Linked DNA regions of Ovis aries: region 2 is linked to region 1. Evidence: chromatin contacts called from public Hi-C data. All regions are on one chromosome and are shown on one strand. The core of a region is the stretch at or near the end of the contact, and the rest is flanking DNA. Distances in the headings are between cores, read along the strand shown.

Region 1 (6,793 bases), core at 2,370-4,869:
AAGTATTTGGTGTATATAAAAGAGTATCAGGTTTGAGGGAAAGTGCTTGGCAACCCAGAGGTGATGACTTTTCAGAAACTTAAGGTGAGTGGCAGGAAAGTTGAGGCATTCACTCATTCCATCTGGAAGGTGTGTTTCGTGTCAGTGGCAGACTTCTTTTCTAGAATATTCAGAGTAGCAGTTAAGTCAGGATGTTGCAGACCTTGCCGCTGCGTCCTCAGCATCTTCCTCTTGTCATCTGACTGCCCTTAATTTTTTTTTCAGTATCCACACCGCTCACTTACACCCCAGCGACTTCCGGGAAAGCCAGCTCCACTGTGCTCTGGGATGGAGCGTGTGGCCAGGGCTAAGCCCATCCCACCCTAGCCGCAGCAACTGGCTCAGGCAGGAGCATGTGACCCAGGCTTGCTGGGGAGTTCCGAGGCAATGTACAAGCGGGAAGTTGTTGACAGTTATCTTGTGACCATGAGGAGGAGCCAGCCATGGGATGAAGGCAACGGGAAGAAAGATAAAGATGGAAAGATACTTCATGATGACACGGCTGAACCTCCAGCTCCTCCAGCCTAGTGGATAGAAAACAGCTATACTGTGAGAAAAGGAACTAGGTGAAAAATACACACACACATATATGAAGAGTCTTAAAAATATTCATTCCCGTTGATTTGGGGATCCTTCTCTTAGGAGTCTTAAGATTCATGCCCAAAGATGCTAATCCTGGTCTTATGTATAATAGGAAAAAAAGTAAATTAGCCTAAAACCCTACCAGTAGGAGAATGATGGGTCAATAAATCACTGAATGAAACTTTATAAATGAATGCAGTACAACCCAAGTTTATTCAGAATCAGAATTGGCTAGCACCATCATTAATGATTTTAGCTTTGTATTTCTCTGGGCCAGGAAGATCCCCTGGAGAAGGAAATGACAACCCACTCCAGTACACTTGCCTGGAAAATCCTATGGATCAAGGAGCCTGGTAGGCTAAAGTCTGTGGGGTCGCAAAGAGTCAGACACGACTGAGCGACTGACACTTGTATTGTTAACACATTTTTTAAGCTGTGCTTGAACTGTGGTTGGTAGGTTGATTACGAAATTGAAAATTAGTTGTTAAAGTGCTGTCTCTTTAAATACATAGAATGAAGAAAAAAAAGCTATACACACACACAAAACATCAATGCTGCCACGAAAAAGTCTTTGTGAGGAATTTCTAACAGGAAATTGTGGTATGATTCAGAGCTTAATTGTAAAGGATCATGGGGTGATTTTTAAATTTCTTTGTTTTTCCTAGAAAAAAAAGAATACACAGTGAGCATTTCTGTTCAGACTTAATTTTAATTTAATAGAACAGTGAAATTGATCTGACCTGTTTGATAGTCACAGTTATTCTTGGGCTGCATGGCTGTGCTGTGGTCAGATGTGCCCGACTCTTTGCGACCCCATGGACTATAGCCAAGTTAGTGGGCCCCCTCACTCTTGTGAGTGCACTCACCTAACCCCTTGCTCCCCAGGGGGCAGCCCTTCTCACCAAGAGGGCATCACATTGTGTAGACATCTCCGTGTACTTGGCCACAGGTCAAGTACACTCCAGATCAGCAGACGGCTCTTGTGCGGCCAAGCCTCTCGCTCCAGCTTTTTAAAAAAGAAAAAATTTATTTGGCTGCACTAGCTCTCAGTTGCGGCATGCAGGATCTAGTTCCCTGACCACGGATCAAACCCCGGGTCCCCTGTATTGGGAACATGGAGTTTTAGTCCCTGAACCACCAGGGTAGTCCCTGTCGCTCAGGCTTTTAAGTGATCGTGATAAAATGATTAACACAGAATGGGCCACCACCAGTGATTACGTCTGATCGAGGCTGGGTGGCACGTGGGCCAGCGGCAGGGAAACCCAGCCAAGTCTCGGCTTCACTGGACTTGGAAACGACAGTGGTTCACAAACTCTGAAATGCATCTGATTCATGTAGGAGGTTGAGGGCCGATCTTGCCAGAACACAGGTTGCTGAGTCTCATACCCGGAGGTTCTGATTCAGCAGGTCTGGGCAGATGGAGAGGGGAAGCGGTGAGAATTTGCATTTCTCACAAGTTCCCAGGTGATGCTGGGAACACAAATCGAAAATCACTGATTTAGGAGATTGGTGGCCCCTGGAAGGAAGAGTAATCCAGTGCTAGTTTCTTTTTTTGCTTCCCTGAAGCCTTCACAGCAACAAAGACCTCACGTCGTCTCCACAGTGTGTTGTGACCCCTTGGAAAAGCACAGAAGCGAAGATGTGAAACTGTATAGAAAATGACATGCGATGTCAGCTTCGTGCCCGGGGCATCTGAAGCTGTCACAGAGCACCTGCATAGCTGTCACATTGTCACAGCAGCCCTGAGGTGCGGTTACCTTTGTTTTAGAGAATGAAACGGAAGTACCAGGCACCATGACTGTCGTCTAAACAGAAAACAGATATTGGAGGCGGTTTCTTTCTTTGGTCATGAAAACTTCCTAGTGTACACGAAAGTAGAGAACGTGGTGTCACGAATCCCCGAATGCTTCAGCTTTGGCAATGACTGGTTCTCAGACTTGAGCGTTCAGTAGAATCACCTGGCAGACTTGGCAAAGCAGAGATTTCATGAGTTATCCCTACTTTCTAGAATTATCAAAGGACTTCTCCAGTGGTCCTGCGGTTAAGATGCCAAGCTCCCACTGTAGGGGGCCCGGGATCTTAGTTGGGGAACTAAGGTTCCGCATACCACATGGTCCAACTGAAGAAATTATCAGGACTTATCAACAGTTAGCACTGGCATCCAGTGATCTCATGAGGTAGGATTTTGTGTTGTGTGGAAACATTTCGTGGTTTGATGACTGATAGCATTTCCTTTCAGTGATCCTGCTTGCTCGTTTAAAAAATAACCCAGAACGCAGGAAACAGCATCTCTCTTGGATAGCGGTTTGACAGCTTCTTATAGAGAGAAACCTGTGCTCACTTTGTGACCCAGCAAACCCATTGATAGTTGCCCCCACACACATAGAAATGAGAGCTTCTGACCGCCAAAAAAATTTCACCAGAATGGTCACAGCTTTATAGGGTAAAATGGGATTGATCTCGATGCATCCTGTCGAGTGAAAGAAGCCAGAAAAAATGAGAATATTATGTCAAGTCTATCAAATCCGAGAAGAAGCAAAACGAATCTATAGCGACAGGAAGTGGGAAAAGAGCACGATGGAACTTTTCCCCCGTGGGCGGTGATTACACAGATGTACATTCACACACAGAACAATTAACAGAGCTGAACACGGAAGGCTTGGGCATTTCAGTGAGTGTAGTTTACACTTCAAGAGCCCTCAGCACACATCCGCAGCCTCGCCCACACCAGATCCCAGGAGGCTCAGACCAGCTGTGCCCGGCCTCGCCCACCTCGGAAAGGCTAATACTCGGGGCATCCGCTTCCCTCGGCCCCCTCTAGCTCAACTTCCGCGCCTCCCCAAGGGCGGAGGCTACAGCCGCCTTTCAGCTGCGCGCCGGCCAGTGTAGCCGAGGCTGGGTGGGCGTCCTCCGAGCGGGCCCGGGGCGCGTGCGCCCCGCCCACCAAGGCCCCGCCCCGCCCACAGGCCCCGCCCCGCCCCACAAGGCCCCGCCCTCTGGTACTGGCCCTTGCCCTCCGCCGGCGGAGGCAGCCCGCGGGCGAGGGCCGCGCGATGTCGCACGCAGCCGGGCTCGTCCGCACCACGTGCAGCAGCGGCAGCGCCCCGGGAGCCGGGGCCGGCGCGGGGCCGCTGGGCGCGAGCTCCTCGGAGGGGCTGCTGGACCCCGTCTACCCCCGCACCCACGCGGCGATGCTGAAGGTGGCGCAGATGGTAAGGGAGGCCGGGGCGCGGGCCGGGGTCCCGCGGGGAGACCGCGGAGGGCGGGGTCCGGGAGGGGGCGCGCCCGCGGCGGGAGCATCGCGCCCCGGGCGGGGTCGCGCGCCGCCCCGGTCACGTTGGAGGGGCTTCCTCCGGCGAGGAATTCGGCGCGCCCCGGCCCTGCTCCGGGCTCCCAGTTCCTCCAGCCGCTCCGCGGGGTCCGCCTGCCTGGGGCCGCAAGAAGCCACGGCCAAAGTTCCGAGCGCCTTCCTTCCTCTTCTCGGGCCGCGCCGCTTCGGACCCGCCAGGGGGTGGGGAGTGCCGGGGGGCGGCGCTCAGGCCGCGGAAGCCGGCCGCCTCCAGCTCTCTGGCCGCCGCGGCTTCCTCGCTAACCCCGCGCCGCTGGGCCTCCTGCCACCGGAGCGGCCTCGCCCGAGCGCGGGGTCCGCGGCCCGGCCTTCCGGGGGCAGAAGGTGGGGGACCCTTGGGGCAGCTGTCCCGGGCCCTGCCCCTCGACTCCCGAGGGAGGGCCTGCCCTCGGGGCCCCTGGACGGCAGCGGTCACTCGGGAGGCCTCTGTGCTTTGTGAGGAGCGGGCATCTCCGGAAAGGGAGCCGGGCGGGACCGAGGCCGGGCCCTCCAGCAGCGCAGACCTTGCCCGGCCTGTTCCCCATTCTTCTCTCTCTTCCCAAGTTTTTCTTCCTCACAATTTTTAAGCCTGAAACACCTTTCACGTTTGTCTGATGTGTTTGGAAACTCGGCCGGGCTCATTGTGATTCCACTCCAGATAATGTTTGCAGTGAGAATGGTAGAGGGGGGGAAAGTGGTGGTTTTGCAAGGAGGGAGGGATGGGGCTTATACGCAAGGTCACGGACCCAGAGGCCGGGCTGCCTGGACACAGGGTGAGAGCCTCGCAGGCGTCCACAGCTCTGTTACTCTGGGGGCCAAGGGCGCGTGGAGGGGACTCTGGTTTCCTGCTTAGGCCAGAACTGAAGGGAAGAGGGACTGAGTTCCCTTTTCTCAAAGAAGAGCATCTAGATGGACTAAAAATTAGGAAGTGGAAGTATTGTAGCTACTAACCAAAATAAATCAGGCACAGCTGTGTTGGCTTTGAGTGAGGCATTTTGGGGGGCTCAGGCTAAGAAATCTGATCAGCCAAATAGAGGGGACGTACCTACCTCCCCACCCGCTCCAGTGTTCTTGCCTGGAGAATCCCAGGGACGGGGGAGCCTGGTGGGCTGCCGTCTATGGGGTCGCACAGAGTCGGACACGACTGAAGCGACTTGGGAGCAGCAACCTACCGCCTCATCCTTAAGAAAGATGAATGGGAGCCTTGGAAGGTGTATCAGGAGCTGAATGATGAGATTAGTGGACAAAGATTGGGGTCAGAGCCATCCATAAGTTTAATAGACACAGACAGGGGAGAAGAGAAACCACCCCTTCATTCCTCTCCTAAACTAGCCTCTTACCTTTGGCCCTTGGGCCAAGTTGCAGGTGACAACTATGCCCCAGAGAGAACAGAGACTTGGAGAATTGCATCTCTGTGTGCCCAGAGGGTTCTTACGCCTTCTTCCTTCCCTGGGGACTGCCCTGTGGCTGCAGGCGGGTTTGAGCAGACCCCCTGGGCGTGAAGTTGCCTTCGCCATGGTCATGTTACTACGCAGAGACCATTTGGGGCTGATCTCCTCCTCCTCGTCTTCTCTGGGAGTCCCCCCAAATCCACTACCCGAGGAAGGAATATCCATCTGGATCCTCACAGAGTGTGAGCTGGAGCCGGGCCTCCTGGCATCATGCGTGTCCTTGAGGGGCCTGGGCTGGAAGGAGTGCCCGGGCCCTGCAGGCATCCAGAGGCCCTTGCCCGGGGCTCCAGCAGCACTCCTCATCATTTTGTTTGTTCATTAGACTTCAGTGAGTGCTGCGTTCACCTCTGTTTCTCCAGAAACAGATAGCTGTGACAAAGCCCTTGCCCTCAAGGATTCTGTGGTTTTGCTGAGGAGGCAGACTTGTCCCCAAACTGCCTGGCTGATGTGATGAAAGGTCTGTGGTTGCCCACATAAGGAAGGAAGGATGGAGGGGAGATTAAGGTGACATTTGAGTTGAATCTTGAGGGTTGAGTGTGGGTGTGTCAGGCTGGGCACGCCCTGTTGGCCTCCCAGTGACTTTATTCCGGTGATTCTGGGGAGGGGGGACGCAGAAAGGAAGGAGACAGGGTGAGATGAGGGCCAGTGATGGGCAGTTCTTCCTGACATTTAGAAAGGGGTCTATGTCTCTTATTGAGCATCTGCTCTGTTCTTACCTCTGCATAAGCCAAGCTTGTCGGAGAAGGCAATGGCACCCCGCTCCAGTACTCTTGCCTGGAAAATCCCATGGATGGAGGAGCCTGGTAGGCTGCAGTCCATGGGGTCGCTAGGAGTCGGACACGACTGAGCAACTTCACTTTCACTTTTCACTTTCATGCATTGGAGAAGGAAATGGCAACCCCCTCCAGTGTTCTTGCCTGGAGAATCCCAGGGACGGGGGAGCCTGGTGGGCTGCCGTCTGTGGGGTCGCACAGAGTCGGACATGACTGAAGCGAAGCCAAGCCAAGCCAAGCCTGTGGAGACAAGATAGAGCCTTTCAGCAGAGACTCTGACACTTGCAGAACCATAATAGGGAAGGAGAATCAGAATGTAGTTTCATAAGCAGTGAAGATGGAAATCTAAGTGTCTTCCAGAAGCTTCCTTTTTAAAAAGTTTTATTTTCAGTCACACTGTGCGGCTTGTGGGATCTTAGTTCCCTAATCAGGAATTGAACCCAGGCACTCGGCAGTGAGAGCCCCGAGTTCTAACTACTGGACCACCAGAGAATTCCTAGAAGGTTCCTTTATTTACTCAGTGAATATAGAGCACCTGCTGTATGCTAGGACAGTGTGGAAGGCCCAGTGAACAAGAGGGGTCAGCCCCTGACTTCTTTATAGTGTAATTGGGAAAATAA
Region 2 (6,793 bases), core at 2,968-5,467, 49 kb after region 1:
GCTGGGTGAACAGAGCCAGTCACCAAGGATCACGGTGGTAGGACTCCCTTTAGGGAAAATGTCCAGAATAGACAAATCCACAGAGACAGAGAGCGGAGTACCGGTTGCTTAGGGCTGGGGGCAGGGGTACAGGAGTGACTGCATATGTGTTTGAGGCTTCTTTTGGACACGATGACTGTTCTAAGATTGTGTGGATGGTTATACAATTCTGTGAATATAGTGAAAACCACGGAACTGCACACTTTAAATGAGTGAACTGTGTGGTAGATTAATTATATCCCTGTGAGGCTGTTTAAGAATGAATGATGAAAAAAAGAATGTGAAAAAGTTAATAGGTAGTGTCTAAAAGTGATACACCAATCAACGTTGATATAAATATGTTAAACTTACGGAGGAAGACCCGAAATAAATAGCCGAAGGAGTTAAAGTACCTCTGAGAAAGAAGCCTGGGGTGGGGAGGAGCTGGGAGGGGAATCTCTTATTTCGTTTTTACAAATGGACTGAAAAAGCATAAAGTAATTCCCACAGCCTTGGTGTGGGCCGAGGAACGCAGCGCATGCGCAGCCCTGGGGCAGCCCTGCGGGCCTGGCCCCCTCAACCCTGCCCTTCCCTTCCCCCAGACGCAGCCTGACGCCCCCAGGGCCCCCCAGCCCTGTGGGAGGTCCTGCAGGACGTGTGACCCCGCGGATGGAGGGTCATGAGCTGGCGACCCCAGAAGAAACCGGGGTCTCGGGACTCGCACCGGATCCCCCGGCTGGTAGGCGCGGGAAGGACTCTTCTTCCGGCTTCCAAGCAGGTCCAGCCTCTCTCTGCAGCCTTACACACTTCATCAGAGAGTATTCCTCCCTGTCTGGGAAAGAAAAGCAGCCACCAGGAAAATCTGATCTCTTCCTCCAGCTTTAGAACTGCCTCAGGGACTGATGCCCCCCACCCCCCACCCCCCACTTAAGCTGATGGAGGGAGGGGGTTCTGAATACTCCTGTGAAGCCTGTCCCTCTCTCCAGCCCTCGGGAGGAGCACTGCCTTAACGTCTCTTCTGAAAACACAGCCATCTAATTTATCTCGCTTGGAAATCCGGTCTTGAAGGTACCCTCTTCCTTAAAAGTGAAGCCTCGTGGTAGCACCATGCGGTCAACCAGTCACCAACTAGGAGGTGTCACGGGCCCTTTCCTGTTGTTCCCATTGTGTATGTGTTTTTAAATAAAATGTTAACTTGGCCAATTGCAGGAGTTCTTACTAAATTAGAAGAAGGCTGTAAAACCAGAGTGAAGCACGTGCTACCTGAGGACCCACTAGGTTCATGTGCCCACCAGAGGGGAGAAGAGGAAAGAATGCATATTATCCTGGCCTCAGACTTGTGTGTTTTCAAAGTACATTAAGGGTGGAAACCAGCGTAATTCACATAAGACTCAAAAGCAACTTGGGCAGCCTTAAAAAAGCGGGAAATTCTGACACATGGTACACCATGGATGAACCTTGACAACATCATATTAAGTGAAGCAAGCCAGACACTAAAGGACAAATACTATATGATTTTAGTTACAAGAGGTGCCTAGAGTAGGCAAAATTCAGAGACAGAAAGTAAAATGGCGATTGGTTGCCTCCAGAGTCTGGAGGGCGGAATGGGGAGTATTTAATGGGTAGGCACAGCTTCTGTTTGGGAAGGTGAAAATATTCTGCTCTGGTTGGGTCTTCCTTGGCAGTCCAATGGGTAGGCTCTTTGCTTCCACTGCAGGGGCTGCAAGTTTGATTCCTGGTTGGGGAACTAAGAACTCACATGCCACCAAAAGAACAAAAAATACATTCTGGAGATGGTGGTGACGGCTGCACATTAATCTGAATGTAATTAACGCCTAAAAAATTGTTTAAATGGTTAACTTTTCTGTTACGTATATTTCACCAAGAGTTTTTCTTCTCTTAAAGCAACGCAGGACCCTCTGTCTAAGGCTCCTAAGTAACTGACAAGCTTCTTGGGAAATGGAGAAAGAGAGACACAGTTCAGCCCAGCAGAGGCCAGCACCATGTTCTAACAGCTAAGCCTTGCAGGTCTAGAGAATACAGGTCTGTCATCTCAGGGGCAGTGCCCACGAGTAAGCCAAACTCTGTCCCCACCACCCCAGCTCCCAGCACAGGGAGGTGACCCACCAAGCAGTCCCAGCCCGGCAGGACCAAGCGGAGATATGGGAGGAGGGACATTTGAACCCATGGTGGGAGGATGGTTAGGACTCCGCGCTTCCACTACAGGGGGCATGGGACCTGCAGGGACCTGCCCCAAGGACCGAGAGCCAGTTTTCACTCGTCATGACCACTGCAGGCCCAGGAGAGGGTGTTGACACCAGGGACCCTGGGAGGTGAGGCCAAAGTGGGTCGGCCCACATGGTCTCCCACGAACAGGCGGCAGAGCCCTGGGGAGGGACCTGGAGGGTGGGGTGGTGCCCTCCATGGGGCAGGCCTCTGCACAGACGCTTCTCACCATCCACAAGGAAACACTTCTGCTCAGTGAGGCTCCCAGGTGCGGCCACAGAACTGGCCCTTCCTCCAGGGGCCCCATGAGGAAGCCCACCTGTCCCAAAGGCCGGGTGGAGACCCCAGGAAAAAGCCGAGGGCACATGAGGTCAGGGCTGGAGATGGGGTTTGAGTCCAGGTCCTCACCCTGGACCTGGAGGCTCGGCCTGGACTTAAAGTCTCCGTCCTTAGCCTGGGCCTTCAGTCAGGATGCTCAGGTGACCCAAAGCTGGCCCAGACCTGTGCCACCACCTCCCAGGCCTCGTTCGTAGCCTGGGTTGCTACCTTCTGTTGCCATGGAGATACGGCAGGCCTTTGGGTCCCACTTCTTCCCCACTGTAGGGCAGTTTCTGGACTGTAGCAGTGAACAGGGGCTCACAGAGGTGAATTTTTATTTTAAATTTTTAAAAGAAGTTATCCTGTTTTTTAAATTAACTCATTAATTGGCTGATTCAGATCTTAGTTGAGGCCCTCGGATCTTTTCCTTGCGCACTCGATCTATCTAGTTGCGGCATCAAGGCTCAGTAGCTGCAGAACACAGGCTTAGTTGCCCGAGGCATGTGGGATCTTAGTTCCTCAACGAGGGATTGAACCCTGGTCCCCTACATTGCAAGGCCGAATGTTTACCACTGGACCATCAACGAAGTCCCCAGATGTTGATGTTATGTGCAAAATATATATTAACATCTTAAGATGCACACTCTGTTATTGATGGCAAACACTGACAGTGGGAACCCCGCCTCACACAGCCCTAGGAGAAGGCTGGCCTTGCACCTTGCCTGGTCCAGGGAGGCACCAGGAATGCGAGGTGAACTTCTGAGAACCTTCCAGGATATCTTGGATGAGCCAGGCTTCCTCCACCTCCAGCCACCAAAAACAGGTAGATGAATGAGCAGAAGAGGCTACAGCCCCATTTAGCACCTTACTCCAAACGGCATGTAGTTAAGGTCACTCCTCTTATAGGCTGACTGCATTAGAAGTCAGTGTTATAAATGTAAGTGAATAATTTATATGGATGCCATATTTCCAGTTTTATATAATGGGATTTCATGCGTAGTTTCGACTGACAAGGGGGACTTCTCTGCTTTAAAAAAAAAAAAAAGCACTCCTTGAGCTGAAGGGAGCTGCCAGGCTGCCCACTAGACACCAGACAAATGGACAGGGCAACCAGTCCAGGTTGGAGAGGGCCAAACACCGGGAGAAACTTCCTCTGGAGGCCGCGGTGACCATACCTGGTGCCTCTGGACCTTGTAAGGAGACTGAGTCAACTGGTAGCTTCTTGGGGGTTCACTGCCAAGAAAAAGAGAACACGATTAACTCTATATAGAGTTGTGCAAAAAAGGAAACTCTAGTATGAAGTGTTGCGCCGGATTCAGTTCTGAAGAGGGATTAAATAGTCAATAGCCAGAAAGCTATTGATCTGGTCGAAACAAAAAAGGAGAAAGAAACGCCGGGCCGGGGATGCACGTGGAGGGGCGGCCGCAAGCGCCACCGGGGTCGCCAGAAGCCCCACGTGACTGAGAGAAGTAGAAATCTGGATTTTTAGGCCAAACAAAACTTGCGTGGGCTGGCTGCAGCTGGTTTGCAGAGCACCCCCGACTCCTAGCGGCGGTCCTCGGGCAGGCCGGGGAGGGGCGGGGGCGCAGGAAGTCAGTTGCTTCCTGCGCCCGCTCGGGCGGAGCCCTCCCCCGGGAGCCGGGTCCCCCGCCCGAGCCGCGCCTCTGGGCGCCGCCACTGCTCCCCGCGGGCTCGGCTTCCTTCTGCGGAGAAGCACCCGGCCCCGCCGGAGGCTGCTCGGCTCCCCGCGCCCGCAGCGCCGCCTTCTGGTGGCCGTGGGGAGCGCCGCCGCCGGCCCGGAGAGCCGAGACATCCGAATCCAGGGTTCAGGATCAGAAGCACAACTTGCAGGTTTTATTGGAACCTCAGGCACTCAGACGCATCATAATTCCCTAGTTCGTGATGCTCACGCGCTGATCACTGGCTTCTGACCACATTTAACTGTAACTACACGCTTCCCACCCCATCCCCGCTCCTGGTTCTCCTTTCTTTCGAAATCTCCATTCACCACACCTTTGCTTTTCTTACCGCATAATTCTAGTTTCGCTCGATGTATTGCCTAAAAAGTGCAGATGAGTACGGCAATTCTTTATAATTAAACGAAAAGGACTCCATGCCGTAGGTCATCCTTTCACTATGTTGCTGTAACAGACACACCACCCCCCGCCCCCACCTTGTTTCAGGCAACACTTAGCATCCTCTCAGCCCTTATTCGCGCCCTCTCTTAATCCAGCCAAGAACCGCGTGTCTGCCGCGCAAAGGCTGTGACCAGTTTCACTCCAGCGCAAGCACAGAGCTGGGCCGCAGGCTTCACGGACAGCTTTTGACTGCCACTCCAGAGCTTTCCTGTGGACCCTGCCATGGGTGTGCAGCCCGCAGTTACGGGAGAGTTCCTGCCCGTAGGGTGATGCTGGCTAATTGGACACAGCAGTCAGTGGATACATTTGTCCTCCTTACCTGAGACACACTGTCCTGTGTGTAGCCGCTCAGTCATACCGACTCCTTGCGACCCCGTGGATAGTAGGCCGCCAGGCTCCTCTATCCACGGCAGGCTCCTCTGTCCATGGGATTCTTCAGGCAAGAATACTGGAGTTGGTTGCCATGCCCTTCTCCGGGGGATCTTCCCAACCCAGGCATGAAACCCAGGTCTCTCGCATTGCAGGCGGATTCTTTACCGTCTGAGCCACCAGGGACGCCCAGACTGTCCTGAGGCAGATTTTATACAGTGTCTCCCATGGGACCCTGCAAACGATCACACAGAGTGGTCCATTCGGCAGCCTCCTACTGGCTTCACTGCCCAGGTAGGTAGTCCATCTGGGTCTGTGAGTACAAGTCAAAAATAGGCCGCCGCTGCACCAACTAACTGCCTTACTCAGGGGCCACCTTGGAAGACAGTAGTGAAGGTTGCTGAGCCCAGTGGTTGGAGCTCGGAGCATCTGACTCTTCCAAGGAAAGAAAATAGCCTGGAGGGAGCGATGAAAGGCCAGGGGCAACCCCCCACAGGCCCCGCAAGAAGTGGGCAGGCAGAAAGCCGCCAAGATTCTCAAACGAGCGAGTCGTTTGAACAAAAAGTGAGTCACCTTCCAAGTAAAATTCCTGGGTAAGGAAGGAGGCCACGGAATGCCAGGAAAAAGGCAACCCAGGAAAACCGCTGTACAGATGAATCTATTTTACAATAGCCAAGACAGGTGATTGACAGGGTTAAAAGGGGCGGACAGAGCGGACCAGAGGAGTCGTGAGCTTGCACGTGGGAAGCAACGCGGGAACCTGGACTGAGTCAGCGAGTCCTGCGCGTGAAGACCTACTCGGTGCGAGCTGACTCCCCTCAGACCCGGTGAACCAAAGCCATGGGACGGGCGCGGACAAGATTCAGGTATGGATCGGCTCTCCGGATTCACCCCTCCCAGGGGAAGCCCCGCGTGCTCCTGAACTTACGGAGTACAGGCTGTAGTTTTGTGGGGGGTTTGGGTGGCTTTGCTCTGACGGTGCTTGCCTCTCTTTCATAAGAACCTGCTCGCGGGACCCACTCATTTGATCCACTGTTGGTGGCTCCTCTGAGGGTCAGATGCAGGCTCCAGGATAGGCTTTTCCCCGTAAAGTTTGCCGAGCATAACATTCGAGACAGCACCTTCTTCCTGGGAGAAGAAAGGGCACACGGTCTTTTGAGGGTGGCCAGGGTCAACACGGAGTTCCCACGCTTCCTGGGGAGCTGCACGCCCTCTGTCAGGCCGGTGGAGGCCAGGAGCTTTACTGTGGACTCTGGGTGCCTAGGTAAGAAGGTGGCCTCGTTCATTTCCACCACTCTGGAGGCTTCCAACGTGGCGCAGTGCCACTCTCCTCATACCTGGCTCTTGGCCTGCAGTCTAGGGTATGGCTAACAGTTTATGTTTTAAATGGGGGCGGGGTGGCGGCCAGGGATGGAAGAAACCAGTTTGCTTCCACCTGGCATAGCACACAGTACACTTAAGGCCCTGAATTCTCCAGTGAGACAGCATCAGTGGCTTGGACACAGCTTGTTACCATGTGAACTGTTGGTGGGCATGCAAGCGTCTCTATGACGGCTTCACAGGCCAAACTGCTTTTGCTTAGTGACCCACGCTCCCCTCAGCTGCCTTCCAAGTAGCCAGCTTGGGAGCTGCTTCACAAAGAGACGTTTCACAATCAGTGAACAAGAAACTTGGTGTGACCACAAATTACGGCAAAAATCCCAGCTCCACTGGCCCCTTTGCAT

The links. Hi-C and Micro-C count contacts between places; a contact is called where the count stands out from the background.
Region 2: a contact with region 1 is called in a Hi-C map of hypothalamus, with 2.9 times the contacts expected there. The contact joins the enhancer-like site here to the promoter of CMTM7 in region 1. A contact is called at or near these places in 4 of 16 Hi-C or Micro-C datasets (blood and hypothalamus).

The regions. Positions count from the first base shown.
Region 1 is chr19:6,837,602-6,844,394 of ARS-UI_Ramb_v3.0, forward strand. It overlaps CMTM7 (CKLF like MARVEL transmembrane domain containing 7), which reads left to right and starts at 3,620. Exons shown (of 4, transcript XM_060402726.1): 1 at 3,620-3,833. The coding sequence starts at 3,675.
Region 2 is chr19:6,885,589-6,892,381 of ARS-UI_Ramb_v3.0, forward strand. All of the region lies in intron 3 of CMTM7 (CKLF like MARVEL transmembrane domain containing 7), which reads left to right. Among named protein-coding and RNA genes, the nearest start is that of CMTM7, 48 kb to the left of the region's middle. Within about 2 kb of position 4,218, at least 11 of the 54 cell types and tissues checked have an H3K27ac peak or open chromatin away from gene starts, as enhancers often do.